Regions from separate parts of the Bos taurus genome. Here region 1 is linked to region 2. Evidence: chromatin contacts called from public Hi-C data. All regions are on one chromosome and are shown on one strand. The core of a region is the stretch at or near the end of the contact, and the rest is flanking DNA. Distances in the headings are between cores, read along the strand shown. Region 1 has its middle 150 kb from the start of OPA1. Region 2 overlaps HES1 (hes family bHLH transcription factor 1).

Evidence for each region. Hi-C and Micro-C count contacts between places; a contact is called where the count stands out from the background.
Region 1: a Hi-C map of skin fibroblasts shows a contact between it and region 2, with 11 times the contacts expected there. The contact joins two enhancer-like sites. A contact is called at or near these places in 4 of 11 Hi-C or Micro-C datasets (liver, skeletal muscle and skin fibroblasts).

Annotation. Positions count from the first base shown.
Region 1 is chr1:73,705,641-73,712,716 of ARS-UCD2.0, forward strand. No RefSeq gene overlaps it. Among named protein-coding and RNA genes, the nearest start is that of OPA1, 150 kb to the right of the region's middle. Within about 2 kb of position 3,206, at least 19 of the 102 cell types and tissues checked have an H3K27ac peak or open chromatin away from gene starts, as enhancers often do. A contact at or near this core is called in skeletal muscle and skin fibroblasts, where this site is marked.
Region 2 is chr1:73,357,749-73,364,313 of ARS-UCD2.0, forward strand. It overlaps HES1 (hes family bHLH transcription factor 1), which reads right to left. Exons shown (of 4, transcript NM_001034678.1): 4 at 5,026-5,948. The coding sequence ends at 5,398. Among named protein-coding and RNA genes, the nearest start is that of HES1, 4.2 kb to the right of the region's middle. Within about 2 kb of position 1,978, at least 83 of the 102 cell types and tissues checked have an H3K27ac peak or open chromatin away from gene starts, as enhancers often do. A contact at or near this core is called in skeletal muscle and skin fibroblasts, where this site is marked.

The sequences.
Region 1 (7,076 bases), core at 1,956-4,455, 350 kb after region 2:
CTTAAAATCCTAACAGCAGGTCAAATTGTTACTGCTTTTCAGCCAGGGAAGCTAGAAGACAGGTTAAAAGAAATGATAAGGTGCATGCTCTGTCTTCAGCTCAAGGTGGAAGCAAAAAGTAGAGTCCCATGACTGCATCATACTGACAGCCTGACTCCATCCTTGCCTGTCTGTATATATTGAAGTTATTACTGAGAAAACTCTGCCAAGTCTCTCCCTTCTCTGGAGCTCAACTGTAAGACCTCCAAAGCCCTAAATCGGAGTAGCTGAAATGGAGCAGCAACTTGGTTTGAATAAATCATTTCAATCCCTAGATGATTTTCCTTATAAAGTAGGGGTCACATCCCCCAAAGATCAGTGCAAAGTCTCTTGAATGCCTGGAAAATGTACATGGAAAGCGTAAACAAGAGTGCATCTGCAGTAGAAATCTCTTAACATCTACATGGCACTAATTTGTTTAATAAGCGTTCACTGACGCTTTCATCTGTGCTGCATTTTAGGTGCACAAGACAAGGGTCCCAGGACTGACTCCTGGTGTCATGGAGCAGAAGAGGGTGGATTTAAGCCCCGGTCCTTAAACTGGAAAATATAAATGTTCAGGGAAAAGGAAAGGTGTGGAAGAGAGGATATAGTATCCTGAAAGTGTAAGTGTTATTCACTCAGTTGTTTCCGACTCTTTGTGACGCCATGGACTGTAGCCCGCCAGGCTCCTCTGTCCATGGGATTTCCTACGGACAGCAAGAATACTGGAGTGGGTATAGTGCCATTTCCTTCTCCAGGGGAGCTTCCCAACCCAGGGATCAAACCCAGGTCGCCTGCATTGCAGGCAGACTCTTTATTGTCTGAGCCACACTTGTCTTTTTTTTTAAAAAAAAAGGGAAAAATGAATATGAATATACACACACACATACTTACTTGTATTATAAGTGCAATGGATATAGCTGGTAACATTAGTTACTAGAGGAGAGGTAACAGATGGTGGGAATAAAGGGTAGGAGCAAGAATTTCCACTTCCTAGCTTTTGTACCTTTTGAATTTTAAACCATGAGAATGTACTATTTACAAAAGGATAAATCACATTGAATTAAAAACCTAGTGCTACCTATATTCCAAGTGGCAGGGTCGTGGCTCAAAGGCCTGGAGGGAGGGCACAGGCACTGTCTCGGCCAGCCTGGCTGGTGGTTGTGATGGCCCTGGACCTCAGTCTGGCACCTCTTGCTACCCTGTACCCTCCTGGGAGCCAAGGCCAGTGTTCAAGGCTCATGTTACTTCTTCAAGCAAAAGCAGAAGCTCCTCAGTTGTTGGCTGGCATGTAAAGCTTTTCAAGCCAAAAACAAGAATGCTTATGTCCTTGTCTGGGGACCCGGCTGTGAGGAATGCAGACCCAGCAGAGGACACCCCAGAAGTTGGCCTGGATGGACTGGGATGTATGTGCCAGGAGGGAAGGTTGAAGACATCAGCATGCAGCCTGGTAACTGGTAACAAGAGGGTGTGTGGAGCCAGGACCCCGTCTCCAGCTGCGTGAAGGGAAACCGGAAGCCAGGCAAGATGAAAGCTGACACAGATGTGTGTCCTGGGCAAGCTACACACCTCTCGGAGCTGTCTTCCCTATCCACAATAGGAAGACAGTAACACCTATAACAGCAGTACTCTTGGGGTTTTCCTGATCAGGACATAACGTATGCAGGATGTCTAACACTCAGTAAGAACTCTGCAGAGGCCTCTACACCTTGTCTCTACCACATGAATCACCCATCTAGGCAAGTAGATCTGTCCTGGGGCTCCAGTGGGCCAAAGCTGCAAGAAAATGGACTTGGGTTCCTAATATCAAAGACTTTCCTACAGATAAAACTGTTCCATGAGAGAGCAAATCTCTCACGACAGGCGGCTTGCCATGTGGTACTTCCTAGGAAGAAACCAGAGGCTCTGCCTTTACTGTCTCTATGCTCTCGAAGGACTTCCCAGGTGGCGCTAGTGGTAAAGAACCTGTGTGCCAATGCAGGAGACATAAGAGACTCAAGTTTGATCCCTGGGTAAGGAAGATCCCCTGGGGGAGGAAATGGCAACCCACTCCAGTATTCTTGCCTGGAGAAAATCCATGGACAGAGGAGCTGGTGGGCTGCAGTTGCATAGGGGTGCAAAAAGTCATGAAAGCACACACTCATGCTTCCAAAAGGAGGGGGATCAGAGCCCCCTGGGCCCTTCCTTGCCAGCTCCTCTCTGCTCCTTACCCTCCTCCAGCCAGCCTGCTCCCAGAAAGGTTCAATTAAGAAGGCATTTCCAGACCTCTCTGTGGCTGGCACCACCACATTTTTTGCATTCCCTCCTCCTCCACTGCTCCAGGAGAGGTGTGTGTGTGTGTGTGTGTGTGTGTATGTTTCACCTACATCTACATCAGGAGTCCTGTGACCCCACCTAAGAGGGATTCTTTCCTTCAACTTCACCATTCCAGCTGCTGGATATTCTCCAGGCTCTAGAGACAATTTTCTTCACTCTTCTCTGACTCTCCAGGACTTGTGAGCCAGCGCTGTTCTGGGCTCATGGGGATTCTGGGGTAAGTGGGGTCTGGCCCCTGGCCCAGGGTAACCACAGTCAAATGGGGGTACATACTTATGCAAGGAGCTCTCACCCTGGGAGAGGGATGATCCATGCCGCAAGGCTGGAGTGTCGGAGGCCCAGGGAGGCAGCTGGTGATTAATTCTGACCCCAGGCGCATGGTTCAGCGACAGCTTCAAGCAGTAGGTGAGGTTGAAACTGGGGTTCAGGGATGAGTCAGAGACTGGGAGTGGGAAGAATGCCCATGATTTCGAAGCTCTCGTTGGCTTCATTTTTGGTCTGTGAATCCTTTTGTTCTCTTGGTTTTCACACCAGTGAAAGCATTTTCCTTCCAGGGTGTGACCCGCCCTGGCTTCAGACACCCCTTTGGGTGGGGTCTTGCAGGAAGGACTGTCTGGCTGCCAGAGATGGACCAGATCCATCCCCGGCCCCTAGGAGACGCTGCCCCCCCCCCCACTCCCCTTTTCCTCTTTCCCCTCCAATGCCCCATCTGGGGAAACTTATCCAAGTTCCAAATAGTAAATTGAAGTCCTTGGCAGCCCTCCCACTGATGACTCCCAAATTATCCCTTTCCAAGGCTGCGGGTGGGGGAGGCCAGGAGTTCAGGCCTAGGATGTGTGGCCCTGTGGTCTGAGAGCTCCGGGTGCCATCTGCTGGTGGAAACCAGTAGACAGCTTGGAGTGGGAGGCAGGGGCCAGCAGGACTTTATCAGTGACAGGGAGAAGCCTGGTCTCGCATCTCTGACAGTGAAGGTAATTCACTGTCCCACCGACACTGGACAGAGCAAGGGGGAGAAAGGGTACATGTGTGTGTGTGTGTGTGTGTACACGTGTGTGTGCCCAGTTTGTGTGTGTGGATTCCTCCATCATCTTTCCCTGCAGCTGGGCTGGGGGTAATTTGGAAGGTGTGTTGGGATGGTGTGCATGCTTCTGTTATTGTCCCCTAGGGTGAGTCTACGAGTCTGTCTCCAGAGTAAAAAGACAGTAAATAAGAAGGTAATCAGGCCCAGATGTATCCCTCCAAGGGAAGTTTCCAGATGTCCTCTCATTAATCTCCAGCCCAAACGTGGGTAATGTGTGAGACTCTGTTGATTGCATTTTCAGTCAGGGAGAGTGAAACACACACAGTGCGATCAGGGCCCAGCACAAGAACACAGGTCTTTACAACAAACATCAAATGACCCGGCGATAAAGACCCTACAGGTCATTTAGTTCGGCCTCATCATTTTGCAGAGCAAGAGCCATGAATTCAATGACAGAAAAGCAAGAGACATCGCATTAGATTACCTTTAAAATCCCTCTCGGGCTTCCCAGGTGATGCCCAGTGCAGGAGACTTAATAGACATGGGTTCAATCCTTAGGTCGGAAAGATTCCCTGGAGGACATGGCAACCCACTCCAATATTCTTGCCTGGAGAATCCCATGGACAGAGGAGCCTGGTGGGCTATGGTCCATGGGTTCACAAAGAGTTGAACAGCATTGAAACAGTGCACCAAATCCTTCTTCACTCTGAGTTCTGGACAAATCCCCAGCCCATTGTGTGTGCCCAGAGGATCCCAGGCAGCTGCTCCCTGCCTTGCCCACCTTTGCCTCACCTCTTCTCTATTTATGTTCCTGAAGGAATTTCCTGGCTCATAAATCTTGAGAGATTTATTATTTCCTGCAGCATCCCTTCATTGGAAAATGTGGCTTTTCAGTTCAGACTCAGAACCAGACTGAGGCCACAGCTTTCAAGTGGGAGCAGAATCTCCCCTGAATGGTGGTGGGAAGGACACCAGCCCTCCGTCACCCCTGAGGGGCTACCACAGACACTCCTTACTTTTCTTGGCTCCCAGCTAAAGCTGCTGAAACAACCAGATCAGAAGGTTCTCTCTGCAGATTGTAAAATCCGCCAACAGGCCCAGAGAACTGAAGGGCTTCGTTCCTATGCTCACATCACCTGGACGGAGCGGGGGGTGGGGGGGGGGATATGTAGTCTTCCTATATTCTCTCCAAAACCATGGCCTCTGACTTTAGTTGCTCCATCATGAGCAAAACCTTCCTAAAACAGAGCTCAGCTCAAAATCCTGCAGGCCCATAGGATAAGTCCAAACACCTTTACAGACAGGGTCTTCGAACCATTCAAGACATGACCCCGACTTCCCTCCAACACGTGGCTCTCTTGTGGTGTTTCCCTGTGTGCACTGAGCTCCAGCCTCATCAGGGTCCCTTCCCTGTTTCTGGTCCCGCCCCCACCATGCTGTCCTGCAACAACGCCAGCCCCACCGTCACCCCTTGCTCCCTTCAACCTCATGCCCTTTCCTCTACCTCCAAGTGCTGAAATCTTTTCTGTTTTCCGAAAGTCTATCAAAGGTCACTTTCTCCTAGAAGACTTCAGGGATCTCCTCCCTCCAAAGTAGGCAGAATGTCATTTGGGTCTCCCAGTAGGTATTGGGTTTGTACCCTTTCAGGTTCTTGTAGGCTGCTTTATTCTGCCGTCTCTCATCCACATAATTACTCTTCTTCTTAGACTCTGAACATCTTGAGGGCAGGAGCAGCATCTTGTTTTTCTGCATGCCCCTCCCCACTCCTTCCCCCACTCCCCACGACCCAGTGCTGTTCCCACCAGTGAGGATATTCTTGGGGAAATTTATAAATGACATCAATATTTTTATTTTTCCAACCTCTCCTTCCCCTCCCCAAAGGACACGTTAGCCCGAAAGAGCAATGTACTTCAGAGGAAACAAACTTCTTACCACCATTATCCATCTCAGAAGAGAGGATGGCCCAAAGCCCTGGTGTGCAGACAGCAGCTGTACTGGGCGCCCCAGCCCTTGGTAAGCCTGCTCCAGACTCAAGATCTGCAGGCAAGCCTCGTTCCAGAGCCAAGGACCTCCACTGAGCAGGAAGTTCCCTGACCTCTCAGAATTTATCCCTGGAGAAGAAAGGAAAGATTCATCCCAGAAGGAAGTCTGCATGCATCAGTCAGTGTGGTGCATCCTCCATAGGCGCCTGGAGAGAAACGGTGTTTTAAGAGCCCAGGTCTAGAGACGGGAGTTGGGAGGCAGTACTAGCCTGGCTTTGATGTAACCAGATCTCAGACCTTAGGCAAGTTCCTCCTCATCTGTATAACGTGGGGGCCAGCCTGGATTATCTTTAATGCCTTTGCAAGACGGACACTCAGAAGTCATAAGGACACATACCAGACCAGTGGCCCTGCATTCAAAAACCTTCACACATTTTGTCTCCACAGTTAGAAGTCGTATAGGGACTTCCCTGGTGGTCCAGTTGTTCAGACTCCAAGTTTCCACTGCAGGAGGCATGGATTGGATTTGATCTCTGGTTGGGGAACTAAGATCCCACATGTTGCTCAGCGGGGCCAAATAATTTTTTTTTTTTAATGAAGTGGTGCCAGAATTGTGCTGATATCAAATAGTTTTGGTCATCCAAAGTTTTCATGAAGAGCCTCCAGCTAATAAATCATTTATTTCCTGATCTTTTGAGGTGATTGATGGTTGTCATTGTGTATGTGTGAAAGCTGAGATGGAAAAAGAACACATATATTCAGAGCCAAGATTTTATTTCCCTTAAATAATTTTTGTAATGTTTTTAAACTCTAAGAGTAATTTAAATTCATTGTGAGTAAATATTGAAAATGTAGGAAAGTGTAAAGAAGAAAACAAAAATTCCCTAGAATCCTATCCCCCAAGGATCTCTATGAACCTATTGGTATAGATCCTTCCAGATCTTTGTCTAAACATATGTATGGACATATTTTTGCAAAACTGGTATCATATGAGAAATCCTGTTTAGAAACCTTAGATTTTTGCATAACAAAATACTGTGAGCATTTTTCCATGCCTACAATATTCTGTGGCATTATTTTTAATGGTTTCATAGTATCCCATCATATAGTTATACTATATTTTATTTAACCAATCCATGATGGTCTCATAAATACCCTTTTCTTTCCCCCATGCATTTGTCTGATTTTCTTCTTGGGCTATATTCTGTAAAATAGAATTAGTGGGTCAAAGTATATGGACTTTCTGAAGATTTCTGATATTTCAAAACTCTTCTTCTGAATTGATCTCCTTCCCAAGGCTGAGTCACCCAGCCTGCCTCTGGCATTTCTTACTTGCTGAATGATGGGGTATCAAAAGTGGAAGAAACCTTAGGCATGAAGATTTACAGATCATTTAACAGGTGGAAAAGCAGAGGTTCACACAGGGCAAGTGCCTTTTTGCAGTTCCCAAAGGAAGCTGGTGGCAGTATGGATACAGTTGGCTCCCTACCCAGTGAGCTTCTCTGCATTTCCCTGCCTCCCTTATAACCTGGACCCTGAAGTCCATCAGCTCGATGCAGGCTTCTCAGGGTGTCAAACATATATGCAGCAAAACTAGCCATTTACTGAGCTGGCATTTACACCAGAGAAACATCTAGGCTAGATGTCTACATTAAATATAAACATGACCAACTGTCCATTGTCTCAACAAACAGAAATCCTCTCCCAGAGCTTAGATTTGGTTTTTCATTGAGGGG
Region 2 (6,565 bases), core at 728-3,227:
AATTGCTCAAAATCCAGCTTCTATTTTTAAACTAGTGTATGCATGTAAATATGACTACAGCCTCAGATTTTTGATATAGAAGCTGTGTGAATATTTGAGGCAAGAATGACATTTCAAGTTATCCTTTATGAACTTCTCCCAGCATTAAAATGTCTCTTCTTTGGATGGATACTCCCTATTTTAAACTTAAAATGCAGTCTCAACGAGATCACAGTAAAGTAGGTTCTGAGTTCTCTAGATGATCATAGTTTATGCTCCTTTCCCATCGGCCCTTCCCCCCAACTCCAAAACAGGAAAACAAAAGTAAACCAAATGAGCCTACAGTTTCAGAGCTTTTTAGAGGCTTGTTCACCTCTATAAGGTAATAATGGCCAATTCCACAGTTACTTTGCTACATAGAGTTTCAAGGGAAATATCTATTTGATTCTGCAAGATTCTACAATATTTGTACGAAAATAATCATATGGGCCCTAATTATGGAAGAGACACAGGGAAGAATAACTCTGTGTTCGAGACTATTTGTTCTTCACAAATGTGGTGTATGGGAAGCCTTCCTTTAGGGTTTGTATCTCATCCCTGACCCTGAGTATCTGTTAGGTATTCGCTAAAATGAAAAAATTTTATTTCATTTTAAATAAAATTTAAAATTTTTGTCACACAGGATTCTGCTTCTGAAACCAATTTGATATGGCTTTTACCCTCTCCTGCCCCCTTAAGGAATAATATTCCTGTTCTACATTTTGATGCCTTATCGACACATTTTTATGGGAAAAGCTAATAGAAAAAAAAACTTCCCTGGTGGTTCAGATGGTAAAGAATCTGCCTGCAATGTAGAAGACCAGGGTTCAATCCCTGGGTCAGGAAGATCCCCTGGAGAAGGAAATGGCAACCCACTGCAGTATTCTTGCCTCAAGAATTCCATAGACAGAGGAGCCTGGTGGGCTACAGTCCATGGGGTCACAAAGAGTTGGACACCGATGAGCAACTAACACACATTGGGGGCTTATGTGCCAAGCACCACTCCAAATGTTTTGCCTGCATTTACTCATTTCATCCTCACAATCCTATGAGATATCACCTGGGGAGGTACAAATACCACCTTATGGTACAAAGAAGGTGCAGAGAAGTAATTTGCCTGGACTTACAACCTCAGCAACCTGAAGCCAGATCATGTGCTTTGGCTCTAGTTTTTGGCCTCCAAGCCAATTCATATACCTGAAAATTTCAATACAACCATGGCAAACTTCCTGGAATTCCCCCAACTGGACTTGCACATTTACCTCTGTCTGCGTTTCCCTTCCCATTCCCATCTCTTCTCTTCCTTGACCGCATGTGTCAGGTCTCCGCTTCAGGTGCCAACGCTCTGAAGACCTTACCTGGCTTACTCTCCAATCAGAATCCATCTCTTTGTTCTTAGGTGCCCTTTGTTGAAACTTTGCTGGCATGTCCCACATCAGGCCTGGGATGAATTACTTGGGTGTTTGTCTATCTCCCCAGCTAAACTGAGAGCTCTGGGAGGGCAGGGGGTGAGTGAGTCTTAATGTTATCTTTTTAGCGCTTGCAGGGGGCTTGCTGGGCACTCAGTAGGTGCTAGGGTTTTCGGAGATTAGAATCATTTGTTTTAAGGAGTCGCGAGATGCCGTCGGGCGGCTGTATCTTGTCTGGGACGACGGTGTGGGCTGAGCCGCCCTGGCCCGGCCGCTCTCCACGCCGGCCCCCACCCGCCCTGGCCTGGCTTGCCGCTTGGCAGGGCTCCGGCGGCCGCGAGGGCCTCTGCTGCCCCGACACTGGCCTCGGCCCAGTTTCCCGGCTTCTAAATGCGGCCCGGAGCTACCGGGGAAACTGGAAAAACACTGGCAGGCGGCCCCACCCCCGGGCCCGGCGGGTCGGGCGGCCGCGTTTCTGCGGCTAAGGGCCTGCTGCTTGGGAGGCGCTGGGGCCCCGGGCGGGGAAGCGGGGGAGGCGGCCGGGCGCGGGCGGCTGCCTGCCTGTCAGCGGGAGCGGGCGCGGGCTCGTGTGTCAGCGGCTCCCTCCTCCCTCTCCCCCCGCCACCGCCCGCCGGGCCTCCCGGCCTCCCGCCGCCGCCGCCGCCGCCCGCTCCCCCCGCGGCCTGGCAGGCTGCCGGCTGCACAGGCGGGGGTTCGCGCCGTTCTCACGACCTCTCAGGTTGCCTGAGCTCATCTGGGAGCTATTCATTTCCTGCCAGAAAGCAGCCGGGCCTGCTAAGCAAACCACCTTGGCCGCAGGGCCGCCGGGGCTGGCCCGGCGTGGCCGCCCCGGCCTGCTCCCCGCCCGGGCCGCGAGCCGCGGCGGCCTCCCTGGAACCCCCGGCGGCCCCGGCGGCCGCGCGGCGGGGGCAGCTTGGCCGCCCATCTGGTTGCACTTAGGAGCCGGGGAGGAAGCTAGCAGCGGGTTGTTACCGGCCAAGGGGTGTGGGAAAAGTTAATTGACTTTAATGACAGGTTTCCCGGGACGGCGGTGACGATGAGGGGGTCCAGCTTAACCCCTAGGTCCCCACTCCAGCAACACGTGGGATGGAATGGGGCGCGCGGAGGGGGCACTCCTCCCAGTCGCGGCAACTCGCTACTTAGAGAAGGATCCCGACTCTAGACCTAGGAGAGCCAACCACCCCCCGCCCCGCTTCCAGCTCAGCGCCTTTCCAGCTCCGGATGCTGCCGGGCACGGCGGGGGGCCCGAGCCCGGGAGGGTCTCCATTGAGAGGCTAATGCAAGCGGCGGCAAGGCCGGCAGCCCGCATCCGGACACGGAGATTGGAGCCGCGCCTTATCGGGAGCCACCGGCACCGCCCCGGGGCGGAGGAGAGGGGCTGCTGGGTGCGACTCAAGATTGTGTAATTAGTTCTGGCCCGAAGGATCCTGATGTGGGCTAAACTCAAGCTTCTCCTCTCCCCCAGCTAATTAATGCAGAAAGAGCCTGGGTGCAGGAGAGTACAGGGTCTTGGAAGTAAATACACTCTTTTCACGGACTTGGAAATGTCCTGGAGAAGGGAAATGACTCACCCAAAGAGATACAGTGAGGTTGACGGCAGAACCGGCATAAGAGCCTGAAAATCCCCACTGGGGCCAGGGTCCCCCTTTTCTTTTCGTTTTGTACGGAAATGCCTCATCTATTAGTTTAAACCCAAATTTCGGGGGAAAAAAAGACCACTTTCAAACTACAATTTTCAAACGAACAAATGTTTACGTCTTTTAACATTATCACTCCCCTCAATATCTGTGTACTTTTAATATTAATAAAAATCCCCTTTTTTCAGTTGTTCCCCTTCAGCACAGGGAAGATGAAGAGATTGAGTTTTGAGTTGATTTAATGATTGCACTGTGTGTGTGTCAATTTTTAAGAATATAAATGTATTTTTATAAAAATGAGATCCTGTTGTCTCTTATTTCTACCAGGACACTTCCGGTGGAGCCAGAGGACAGATTTACCAAGTGAAGCATTTGAGCTTCACTTGTGTCTTAAAAGAACAATTGTTATTATGTCTGTGTTTAAACAGGAGAGAAATGGCAGAAAAATGATATGATAAAGAAGGGTGTGTGTGTATGTCTATTTCTTTGGTGGGAAGGTATGTTGAGCACCTTTCACAGAGGCAAAATGAGGCAAGTAGGAGCCAAAATCTTTAAAATATTTTTTAAACCTTTCACTCTAGATCTGAAGCTGGATGGAAGGTATTTGAGTAGAAAACTGACTGCTGTCTGCTAGATCATTCCAGTGATAGAGCCGCTCTCCACACTGGCCTGTGGGAAAGGCCAGCCAGGCAGGGGAGAGGTAAAGCTTTTGAAATAAGACAGAAAATCGTTGGCTTTATCTTTGTTAGGAAAGCTTCAAAGATTGATCTCTCCCGCCTCATCCTTCTCCTCCCAGAAGCCCTTCTAAGAGAAAGGCGGGTGGGGGCTGTGAGAGCAGGCTAGCGGGAGGGGCCGGGCCGGGAGGAGGACTGGCCGGCGGTGCGGGAGGAGGGCGCGCCCGCCAGACCCACAGCGCGGCTGATGTGTCTGGTCTCGCAGGGCTCGTGGTTTTCATTTCCCCAACACCTGGATGCAGTCAAACACCTGGCCAAATCTGACAAAATCTGACAAGCCTTTGTGATGGGATTTGGAAGAAATTCCCTGCAGATCCTGGCACAGTTTAAAGCTGTCCGCTTTGAGTTAGGACTTGTTAAGGAGGGTTATGTGAGCTGAAACCCGAGACAACCCTTTTGCTTCTATCTGGAGCCCACATCTTGCCTGGAAATGGGGCATGACCAAGCAAAGGGGTCGCTTGCTGTTTGTATTAAAAGGGGAAGATGGCCTGTGTGCTTGCCAGGACGGCCTCCACATGCTTTCTCTATTAGAGCCAAGCACAGAAACTTATCAAAAACATATGTCCGGTGTTAATCATCTGGACTGGGGCTCCACTTGGGAGTCTAACTAGCTGTTCCTTGGCAGAAGGAATCTGTTGACCTTCTCAGCTTGCTTGAAGAGGGTGCAGAGAGGCATTTCAAACTTTTAGGTGCTGGTACAGAAAATGTCTAGCTGCAAGGATTGACTAATTAGAGAAAGACTCCAACACTTGAAGGCTGGAGCTGCAGCTATGAAGACTGTTTTTACTTGGATGCTGGTGAGATACCCTAGGGCACTAGTGCTGCAGGAGCCACCCTTAAATGTGCAGTGGGGACCTAGTACTGGGTTGATTAACTTCATGAATTCAGCCCCCTTCCATCTTCCTCAGGAGCCAGTATGAGAACCAGGACTGAATGACTTTAACCCACCTGCAACTAAAAAGGTTTTTGAAATCTTTTAAGAGACTGACCACAAATTGGCCAAGGAAGCCGTAACAGATGGGTTCTCACAAATTAAATGGAATTTAGCTCAAGGAGCCATGGTAAAACCCTTGATGGGTTTTTTAAATGTTCTTTTAATAACAAAAGGAGCCAATTCCTGAATTCTCAGATTATGTGTAATTCAAATTCTGCCAAGACCTTCATTTTTACATATTCTGAAATAATCAATTCTAAGACATAAGAGCCTTCACTCTTTTTACTTTTATTATATTTTCTCAAATAAACTTCCCAAAAGGAAGATATTTTAAGAGCATTTTCAAACATCTTTGGCATCACATAAAAAAGAAATCTCGTGTAAAAAACGAAATGTCATCTGAACTTTTATCATACAAAGGCGCAATCCAATATGAACATATAAAATATATACAAATATAGTGCATGGTCAGTCACTTAATACAGCTCTCTACAAAAAAGTAACTTTAGAAATTAAAAAAAAAAAAAAGTAACCACTTAATCTCAAAAGTCTTCCCTTCTCTCTCATGGTCCAAGTTCCTGTTTATCGTCGCGAGGGAAGAGAGATGGTTTGGGGAATTTAGGGAGAGCGGTGGCCTGAGCCCCTCAGTTCCGCCACGGTCTCCACATGGAGTCTGCCGTGAGAGAGGGGCCGCTGGAAGGTGACACTGCGTTGGGGCCCACCGAGGTCCCGCTGTTGCTGGTGTAGACTGGGATGACTGGGCCGCTGTGAGCGAAGGCCCCATTGGGGATGAGGAAGGCAAACTGGCCGTCCGGAGCCGGCACCACCTGGAAGCCGCCAAACACCTTAGCCGCCTCTCCAGCAGGGCTGCCCAGCTTGCAGGGCGCGCCGCCGGGAGGGGGCGCCGCACCCCCGGGGATCGGCACGAGCGGCGGCGGCGGCGCGAACGGCGCGTGCTGCGGGCCGCCAGGTCCTGGCGGGGGCGGCGGTGGCGCCTGCAAGGCGGGGTGCGGCTGCCCTGGATAGGTCATGGCGTTGATCTGGGTCATACAGTTGGCCAGGTGGCCGAGGAGTCGGGTGCGCACCTCGGTGTTAACGCCCTCACACGTGGACAGGAAGCGGGTCACCTCGTTCATGCACTCGCTGAAGCCGGCGCGGTACTTCCCCAGCACGCTCGGGTCTGTGCTTAGCGCGGCTGCGGGCCAGAAGGAGACGGATGGGTCACCGAACAGCCCTGGCCCCGAAGCCACCGCCTCCGCCCTGGGAGGTCCCCGCGGCGCGCCTCCCTGACCACCCGCCCGCGGAACTGCCTCTGGGTAGCAGGCTGGGTTTAGAAAAACCATCCACCTCTCCACACTAGCTTGGCGACCGACCCCGAGACGCTCCCTCTTCATTCCCTGTCGCTTCATTTAACCCGATCTGCAGCCTAAAATTTGCCTCCTCCCCACCCCCGAGCGATGTGACCTTGGATAGTGCCCCTTCCCCCTCTTCTGCACCATCCGAGCCTTATATCCCCTTATGTAGCGGGCGAGGAGGGCGTGCTAAACTACATGACCCCAGGCTCCACGCAGCTTAAAAACTACCACGGTTCTAAATCTTTTCACCTCCCATCTGCTTCCCCCACTGCCAAGCCGCCCGCCGTCCGCCGCCCTCGCCACTACAACCTCTCTCCCTCCCTTTCCGGAACAGTAACAACTTGGAGTTGTGGCTATAAATAAGCCCCAGACCGTGGGAACGCAAGAGTGAGCCAAGGCAGTAAAATGTAGCTGAATGCCTCTCACAACCACGAGCGGAAGTCTGGAAGAAATCACC